2 separate regions of the Bombyx mori genome follow, and region 2 is linked to region 1. The links are chromatin contacts, called in public Hi-C maps. All regions are on one chromosome and are shown on one strand. The core of a region is the stretch at or near the end of the contact, and the rest is flanking DNA. Distances in the headings are between cores, read along the strand shown. Region 1 has its middle 9.8 kb from the start of Mir3256. Region 2 holds the start of LOC101743087 (integrator complex subunit 7).

Region 1 (5,180 bases), core at 668-3,167:
AATATTCATAGAGCCACGCCGCATCTCTGCTGAGCAGGAATATAATGAAAGAATATGGGCGTTGGAAGTTATTTCGTTAGTATTAAATCTCTAAAATACACACCGGATATTTACCGGATATTAATGTTTCGTATAAACATATTGGATTGATTGTAACTATACTTTAGACCTTAGAACTTATATCTCAAGGTGGGTGGCGCATTTACGTCGTATATGTCTCTGGGCTTCAGTAACCACTTAGCACCAGGTGTGCTGTGAGCTCGTCCACCCATTTAAGCAATAAAAATAAAAAAAGTCTGTTCCAAAATGAATTTCAAAACACACATATACCTACACACATACATATGTAACAAAATTACAAACGCAGACATATTTACAATTGACCACAAGCAATAAAAAAAAAAATTGCCGTTGGACTTAACGTACTATGTAGGTAGACCATTCGGGCCAAGCCTAAATCTGAGAGCTTTTTATCAACATGAGATTTTCATTCTAAAATTTTTAAAATGCGATAATCTACACTGAAGATAAAAATTAGCGATTCTTACTGTCTAGGTTAGATATTTCAAAAGGCTCATCACGAGGGATCCTCATGGCCCGACAGGTTTAGTAAGATAAGGTTCACCGGTGAGCAGGTGAGCACCGTAGCCTGAATGAAAATACTCGATTTTTCATAATTTTGACGTTCGACATGTTAAGCAATAAACCATTTATGTTAGTTGTCGACAAAAAACCATGAAAATTTTTACTGGTGGTAGGACCTCTTGTTAGTCTGCACGGGTAGGTAACACCACCCTGCCTATTTCTGCCGTGAAGTAGTAACACGTTTCGGCTTGAAGAGTGGGGCAGCCGTTGTAACTATACTGCGACCTTAGAACTCATATCTCAAGGTGGCTGGCGGCATTTACATTGTGGTGAGCTAGGCCAAACACATAAGTAAAAAAAAAAACAAAAAAAAAACATCGAAACAACGCGATATAAAAACGTAATAATTTGTAATTGTGCCCAATAAATGTGTATGTAAAGGAATGGAGTCAGTCGCCTAAGTAAGCGTGATCATACAGCCGCAGTCACACAAAATTAGGGTGAAAAAGTAATATGGAATGTAATTATTACAATGGTACACGCGATTCTCGGCTTTATATCTAATAATTTTAAATAACGGTAGCTTTGAAGCTATACTATACGCCCGACGAACTAGTGCGACCATATGCGACCACACCTCGCTTCCAATTCCACACATATATTAATTGTATTCGTAAACAACCTCGAAGATAAAGGCGTAAACTCATGTAATAAAATAAATTGAAGGTGCGTTATTATAATCCTATAACCATTTAACATCAGTTGGGCAGTCAGAACGTACCTACCGCGTACATTTACGGAGCTAAAAATAGAGTTGTTTTATTTTAAAATTAAAGAACATTCAGTAGGAGGGGCGCTAAAGTTATCAGTATAATCTACTTTTTATTTACTAATAACTTCCGACAGGTGATGGTGTTCAAGAGCTTTTTTGTGCTTCTGTCTGTTGGCTGTCCACAAGAAATGTCGTGGGGCCCCTTTGCCTTTTGTGCTTCATTTAAAAAATAGCAGAATGCGTTTTTTTAACCATTTTTTTTATTGTTTATCATGTAGGCAGTGGTAGATCGCATTGCTTCGACTACCTATCTTGATTCAATCCCTCGCAAGGCATTGTATTCTGATATCACGTTGCGTCATTCACGATACGTCATCGTAACCAATATCTCGGTGAGATCTAATATGTATTCTACATATCTCAGTGAGACCTAATATATATTCTACATACGTAATATATAACTACCTACTCAAATTCCCCCACGCAACTAACATTCTAGAGCAAAGATTTCAATACCAAAACCGCATATGCAATTTTGAAATCTAACCGCATCGAATAAGAGTGATAATAGTTCACCGGAAATCCACAAATAGGGATATCGGTTACAACAACGAAACGAAACGCCAAACGATTACTAACTTTAAACGTATATGAATAAGAGTTATTTAGTTTGATTTTAATAGGAAATAAAAGTAGTATCGGAGGATTGGCCGGGACGTGCCCGCCCAGTAGGCAGTATCCATTACAAGGGCACCTAAAGACATAAATTCCCTCCCACTGAGCGAGGGAACACATAAAGATGTGTAATTGATACTCGACGAGAACACGCAGCGTTTGAACCTCGCAGACCAATGACCCAGTATCAAATTAAGAACACACTAAGCACTACGTTACTGGCAGTTAACAAGAATTAATAAGGATAAATATCTATACATTAATATGTGACGCAAAAATTTTGTAGGTATCCCTTTTTACAAAAATTACGAAAATTAGAGTATGAAATTTCCTACACTTATAGAGAACATAGAGATGTAGTGCAAAATGTCCATTTTTTTTTTAATTATGTATGTAAAATACATTAAATGAATAAAAAAAACATTACACACGATACCCTGTATTTGACACAGACACGCGAGCATACTATTTGTTTATTGTCAGATTTTTCTTATTGTTTATAGTCTGTGGTCAAATTGAGAATAGATTAAATATAATATATTGTTTGTCTTTATTACTATTTGTCTAAAGTGTAGACCTGGCGAAATCTGTGATTATAGAAGTGTAATAAATAGTCTTTGACAATAGAATCATAATAGTGTACAAACTTATAAATTTGACGGCGACTATTTTACTTTTAGTATAGGCTGTGCCCAAATTATGCGTTCATCTCAAATGTTGCCTGCCTATATTTGTGCACCATCATTCTATTACTCTTCTGACCTATCTATGGTCACGTGTACGGCATAATATGTGGCCCGGCAACTGTTTTTGAAGAAACAATGTTGATGAGGTTTATAATAGTTTTTTTTTTGGTTCTAACGCTTTTATTCCGGTCTTGAAGAGAGAGTCCATGCTCGCTCCGTAGCTATTTGATTTGCGTTCTGCTGATAGTGTGTTTTGTGAACGATAATGATTACTCCTTTTACAAACATATGATAGTTATTATTTTGAAAACTATTCTCCTGCCTTAAATTATATCCGATATTTTACGTGCACTTCGGTGGAAGTCACGCAACGCGTGCTAGAGCACAAAGCAAATCTAGAAAGCGCAGATTTCTCTTTCTGTACGGCAGTCGCCTCATTTAAAATATAAATAATATTCCAAAGATATCGTTTTGGTGTTTAATTAATGAGTTTTTTTTTTTCTACAAATATCTCTATATCATTATTAGGTATTCAAAAAAGAAAAAAAACATTTCACTGTGTAAAATCAATACCCAATAAAACATGTTCAGTAATGATCACAAAAAAAAAGATATCCGTGGTTTACAAACTTCTATATTCGCTTCTTTAACAAACCGAACTAATAATTAATTAAATTTTTTTTTGTATCCTTTCGATACTGGTCATTATGTCAGACCGAACTTATAGAATTAGTCATCGATCCTTGATGCGCGTTCATCTTAATCAGACGTCTTGAAGTCAGTTCACGTCATTTCGGATCCTCCCGATCCACTAAGGGTGCTTTTAGGTACCTCAAGCACCGGTCACCGTTCTCGTCGAACCCGTCGCTTGCGACGAAAGGGTCGGCGAGTCAATCAACCCACAGACACAGCCCACTGACTTTCTCGCCGGATCTTCTCAGTGGGTCGCGTTTCCGATCCGGTGGTAGATTCTGCGAAGCACTGCTCTTGTTAGGGTTAGTGTTAGCAACGTCATCAGGTTTGAGCCCCGTGAGCTCACCTACAGCTTAGGTAGGAAAAAAAAGAAGTCCGTGAAAACGACGTTCAAACTTTCCGTAAACAAACATATTATAATTCGCATATTATGCATAAAAACATTTTCCATAAACAATAAAACATAACCATTGTCACAAGCTCTACCCTTAACCAGTTTTAGTTCCAAAATCTTACACACATCGAACTCAACATTAAACCAACACTTAAAAGCGACAATATTCAGAGTGCCTTATAAAATAGAGAAGGCCAATTGGCCTTATTATTGATTCGTCTGGTCTCGTCACGCGCGGTCCAGTTGGAACAACACAGTATCCGATTATCTCGTGGGCACGCACCTTGGGATAACAAATCTCTATTGTGAACAAAACTCGTTCTTTTGTCGTTCTCGAACTAGCTTATCCCGCGACATGTGCCCTGAATATTAAAATGAATCGCGCATTCATATAAATACGGAGTCGATCGTGAACTGATTTAGCTAGACTAATTAGCATACGAAATATATTATTTTTGATTTGAAGAGCGTTGAAAAAAATATGCGGTGTTTCCCAAGCGCTATGACCTTCTTCAAACGGACACTCTTCTTGCAGGGAGCAGTCAGTGTGCTAAGTGCGAGTTTCATAACGTTCTCGACAGCGTAAAAGTTAAGCCAATTTTGTATGCAGTTGGAACAGCGCCCCTAGCGGCAAACGCACGCAAACGATCCATACAAATATGAACTAACTTTTACGCTATCGAGAACGTTACTTAAACGTAACTTAAAACTCGCACTAAGCACACTGAGGTAGGTAGAACTTGGTTCTGTCCCTAGCATTACTGATCTACAGAAGCGACTTTAACCAGCAGGTAGACCACACGCTCGTCTGCCCACGAGGGCAAGGAAAAAATAAATAAAACGCTACTACCTTCATTTCGATCAATTTCATGTGCTAAGTAGTCCACTAGTCCCTGATTTGTTTACCGCACAATCTAAGTTGGATTTCCGGTCGGAAACTGCGCGAAAATCGGAACTTCATGATTACGAAATAAAGCGTAAACAATTACCTACTCTCATTGCTCTCCAAAAATAATGACACACAAACCTGCATTTAACAAATTTATGAACTTAAATTTAAGTAAATAAGTCTCATTATACATTCACAAGAACATAACCGATCCCCAAATACTTGTTTCATTATCCGTACGTGACCATAGACAATGGCAGAAGCACAACGAGCCAGAGCGCTATTCTGACGTCACACACGAGCACTCCGCTTCCATAGAGTACAGAATTATTATTTTAAATGGTCAACCTCTCGAGCGGACGTCACTTGTGATAGTTTGGTCAGCTGTCTCATTTGCATCTATGAGAAAAAAAAAACATCAATACAATATTATTTTTAGTAGAACACTCGCAGAGAATAAATTTAACAAATAAATGCATTTACGAC
Region 2 (4,936 bases), core at 665-3,164, 210 kb before region 1:
TCAATTAAATAAAGCACAGTGAGATATCTTATTGTTATTACCTGCATTACTCGAAGGCACAGCATAGTGTGGTCAGTGTCTCGACTATCGCTAGCGGCTCTGACCAGGTTCTGTATACAGTGTGCGGGCCAGAGAGCTGCATTCTCAGCCAACTTCTTGAGGCCAAGCAGTGCGGAACGACGTACGGCTGATCGGGCGTCATTCATGGCTATATTTAGCAGTAGTTCAACCTATAACATTAAAAGCACTGAAGTTTTTAATAGACCTAGTAATGTTATAGTGAAGTAATAAGCTTGATTGTAGTCCGAACACTATGAATGCATCTTTCTTCTTATGAGCTTTAAAATGACTCCTTAAGCAGTGATTTGATACTGCACTAAACATTGCTAAGCCTATAAGTTATGGTAACCACGTCTGATCAGGGCTTCACTTTGTGCTTCTGCAGTGACTTTTTATAATCATATAATGAATCATTCTTACCTGATCAGGAACATGAACCACTGTATCTGAAGCTATATGTGTGAGTGCAGTGATTGAAGCTCGCACCGAACTTGACGAAGGAAACTTGTCTAACAATGATCTCAATAATTTCAAAACTCCTTGTGCTCTGATTGCTAGAAAACAAAAAAAAAAGGTTAAGTGTAATTCTAAATTACTTATTAGGTGGTTGGTTTATCAACTTTATTTTTATACATGTTTAAGAATAAAGAAATTAATTTGAATAAAGGTAGGTAACTAGTAAAATTCCTGATTACCTCCACCATGAACGGTCCTCAGGGCTCTGACAAGTTTTGCTCGTCTCTCAGCAGCAGTGCCCTCACTTTCCACCATATCTGATAGCTTATTGCACATGGCTACTGCGAATGAACTAAAACACATCACAATATGAGAAAATACAAGTACAAAATATGCATTTAAAAGTTTGAGAGACAATTAAATAAGCAGTTTATACTTCTGGTAATTAGTAATACTTAGTTATGGTTTGGATTTTTTTTTTTTTATTGCCTTTGTAGGCAGACGGGCATACGGCCCACCTGATGGTGAGCGGTTACCGTCGCCCATGGACTTCAGCAATGCCAGGGGCTGAGCCAAACCGCTGCCTACCATTGCATTGGATGCATTGGATACTTTTTATTAAGTACCTATTTGGTTAACAGATTAAATTTTTGCCTCAATGACAGTTTTTGCAGCTTATGACGGCACTTACTTGGAGTGGGCAGCAAATCTAGTAGTAGCATATATAGCAGCATCAACTTCAACATTGTCATGGCTATCCAAGCCCCTTCGGATTGCGTGATGTACATTCTGGCGCTCTGGGATAATACCTGCTACTGCACCAAGCGTTCTCAGAGCGAGAGCCCTAGCCACCGGATCGTTTGAGTGTAGAACACTAAAGATCCTCCTTAAGAACTCGTCTACGTTCAGAATCTTATCTAGGTGCTTTTCGCTTTGTTGACAGACTCTCAAAACCCAGAGTCTCAAAAAATTGTTACCCATACGAAAAACGTCAGACAATTTAAGAAAAGATGAATTAATTAATATAGGGAAAGGATATTTTTCGAAAAGACGAGGGAACCGGACGATGGCTTCACATTGCTCTCCTACTTTGCACGACCGTAGGCCTGGAGAAAAAAACATTTTTTATTTTGTTTTTTAAATAAAAGTTTTCTAGGTATTAGTAGAGGTTATATTTACCTTTATCGAGCTCGGTCAATGCTGAATTTGCATCTTGTTCAGGCTCCGCCGAATTGTCGTTGAATGTATTCATTTTAACACCAATCATTATCCGTTTAGGTTATTTAATAAGAATAATTTTAATTTATTTTGTTTTGATTGTTTATGTAAACACCCAACGTCGTGTATCATAGAGTCGTGTATTATCTACCTAAGGTGTATACCTAATCTATGGACCTAATGTCTACAATAGTGTTGTCGAATGTTGATTTACTTTTAATCGATCCTTTGCGTGCCACAAATCTCATTACTCGATTCATCGCATCAATTCAATTACAATCATAGTGTCACTAATACAAATACATATTTCATTACAATTTAGATTACAATGCCAAATTCGCATTCTTTCAACGTTTGATTGCCTTCATTGTAATAGTTGAAAACTACCCATTCAGTTTCCGAATAGATAAATTTCGCACATTTAAAAACTATCTTAGTAAAAACCTAAAAAATGATTTGATTCAAACAAATGATTTTCTCTTTCTTTTCTCTTTTACTATCATAACCATATTTATTTAATAAACACAATACATTACATTATTATATAATATTATTATATTTATGTTTCTAATCGATACATTCAAAACATTTGTTTGGCGTGAAACATCGATGTATTTCTTCGTGATGGTCCTATTTTTTTGTACATTTTATGGTCTGGTACCGCGATCTTTATATCATCACCGTATTTGTCTGTTTGGGATTCTGAAGCATATAATTGATAATATGAAGTGAAATGAAATGAAGATGATTAATTTGAGGCATCAATCAACTGGGATGAAATGAAAGGAAATGAGATGAAATGATATGGGATGAAATATAATCTCAGTAAAATAGTGGTCATTCACTGAGATTCTTTCAGACTTTTTGGAGGATCCCGAGAAGTTACGTCCAGCGGCTTTGTTTCATTTTCCCACATTTGTGCACTGTCACAGATATTAAACAGTTAATAAATCACCGTTATTATACATTTAAACCTGAAGAAAAACTAAATAGACAAAATAAAACAAAATATCACACAACTTCACTCCTCACGTTCCCGCTAAAAAGTCGAAATAGACTGATTATAGTTTGGCCAATAAGTTAGGGGTAAAATATCCATAATTCGCATAGAAAATATTTAATAAATGTACACAAGTACGTACGGCTGATTTTTCAACAGGGAAAAAATTGTAAACAAAACTTCTTTTTTGTTTTGAGCGACATCTATCGCCCATTATGGGTCAATAAACATAAAAACTAGAGTTTTAAAGTACATTGGCAACTGACAACAGATGTCAGTATGGTCCTTGTTTTTAGTTTACAGGTACTGAAATACTATGGTCTGTAAATATTCAATTATATTTAACGAGAAAACTCCGCTTTTCGGGTATTTTATGTCTTGATATATTTACATTTATATTGCCGCTTAGAATACTGCCATCATTAGTTAGAAATTGGATTTAATATGTATCACTGAAACGAAAATTGGTTACCAGATTTTGAATATTACCGTTTTAAAAATTAAAGATCGATAACACAAAGTTTAATTCATGCAAATGTGCTGTCTATTTATAAATATCACAAAATTACAATTTAGGAAGGTAAATAGAGGTCATTTAATTTGAGCCACTAAATCTAGTACTAGCTCGACTAAACAACGTTTACCGGGCACCGGGATCAACTCACAAAGGTAATTACAGTTCCAGTAACAATACCAGAGTTGGATGTCATCATTTATCGTAGGGTTGTTCGCTTTGTTTTTTACTAGAATTGGTAATAAAGTTAATTAGGTTGTTCTAATTAGGTCTACTTACGTTATTTAAATGGTAGCTGATTCGCGAGTGGATCAACTACCGGAACGAAATCGCGACCCGCTAAAACTACGTTTCGTTAAAAGTGCAGCTTATAGACATCACAAAGGACTGGGATATTAGGTTGATGTCTAAATTGTATTGTAAAATTGCTATCTTGCCCTTCAAACGAACGTATGGATTGTATGAGACCGTAATATCTATTATAGGCACATGGGTGCTATTTACCCGTGTGATGTCATAATTTGCCCTCTAGCCGGTGAATCTATGCATCTCGTATTAGAGATCACATCGAAGAATGCCTTCTCTTCACGTAAACTAAATTAATATGATTTTAAAATTTAATTTTAATTTATTTAACAGCCCTAGCTGGAGCGCGAAAATTATCCGAAAATGGCGGGAACCTACCTCGATGGCGTCTAATGACACGGGATCACCACAATAATGCCGGAGTTAGATTACCATGAAACAAACATATAGGTGCCTATATGTTATTTGATACAGAGGCTTAGTTTTAAATTTCAAATAAACATGTAAATTTAGGACACCGTACCTTTTATTATCTAAGGTGGTATTAGAAGTACTTCGAGTCAGAGTCGTTTGAAGGGCTGACAGATAATCCTACCGTTCATTCATTGCCCTGGCAATGTTGAGATACTAGAATAAAGGATTTTTTTAAATAAACTGTTCTAAAAGATATTATGCAAATATAATTCTTGCTGTTCTAACCAAAACGAAGAGAAACTTTAAAGAATCATATCTACATGTTAACCTTTCTTTCCTTTTTCTTTTGTATGATTATCTTTTAATCCTTCCGGTGTGAACAGTGCGTTATTTTGACAGAGTTATTTTGAAGGAGAACCTTTTTTTTCGTTTAGTAATTGATGCTGGACGCCAATGGGATCAGTTGGCCCACAATTGTCTGATTTAGACTAATTTTTAAGGATAAATAAAATATAATGTACGTTTTTGTGGTTTTATTGCGACGACAAACTCCTAAATGTATTATGAGGATTAGGTATATTTGGCGCGCTTTTTTTTTACCATTTGCCATAAGTGTATGTGCCAGGGTTTTGGATCAACTGAGTGCTCCGTGCGAGTTTTTTGACGTTCTCGATAGCGTAAAAGTCAACTCAAATTTGTATGGAGTTGGAACGTTTAATTATGTTTGCCGCTAGGGGCGCTGTTTCAACTCCATACAAATTTGAGTTAACTTTTACATAGATATCGACCAACATATACCAAGTCGAAGTTTCTAGTAAGAAATTACGTGTACCCAACATTTTCTATGTGATCAAACAAATATATTTTATCCGGAGTTTTATCTATTAGGCTACTAGTTACCTACGCAGGTATTCGCCTATTTCGACTGTATAAATCGACCGCACGTGCAGGTGCACATGCATATAGTT

What was found. A called contact is a pair of places that touch in the nucleus more often than the background predicts.
Region 2: a contact with region 1 is called in a Hi-C map of whole pupa, with 2.6 times the contacts expected there. The contact joins the promoter of LOC101743087 here to the enhancer-like site in region 1. A contact is called at or near these places in 2 of 7 Hi-C or Micro-C datasets (midgut and whole pupa).

What each region holds. Positions count from the first base shown.
Region 1 is chr23:14,458,133-14,463,312 of ASM3026992v2, reverse strand. No RefSeq gene overlaps it. Among protein-coding and RNA genes, the nearest start is that of Mir3256, 9.8 kb to the right of the region's middle. Within about 2 kb of position 1,917, at least 7 of the 8 cell types and tissues checked have open chromatin away from gene starts, as enhancers often do.
Region 2 is chr23:14,669,080-14,674,015 of ASM3026992v2, reverse strand. LOC101743087 (integrator complex subunit 7) reads right to left here and starts at 1,914. Exons shown (of 17, transcript XM_012694389.4): 1 at 1,696-1,914; 2 at 1,208-1,622; 3 at 756-868; 4 at 481-614; 5 at 42-230. The coding sequence starts at 1,783. It overlaps LOC110385996 (a long non-coding RNA gene), which reads left to right and starts at 3,007. Exons shown (of 2, transcript XR_002431241.3): 1 at 3,007-3,100; 2 at 3,888-4,492. It overlaps LOC134201108 (a long non-coding RNA gene), which reads right to left and starts at 3,017. Exons shown (of 2, transcript XR_009976297.1): 1 at 2,877-3,017; 2 at 2,208-2,436.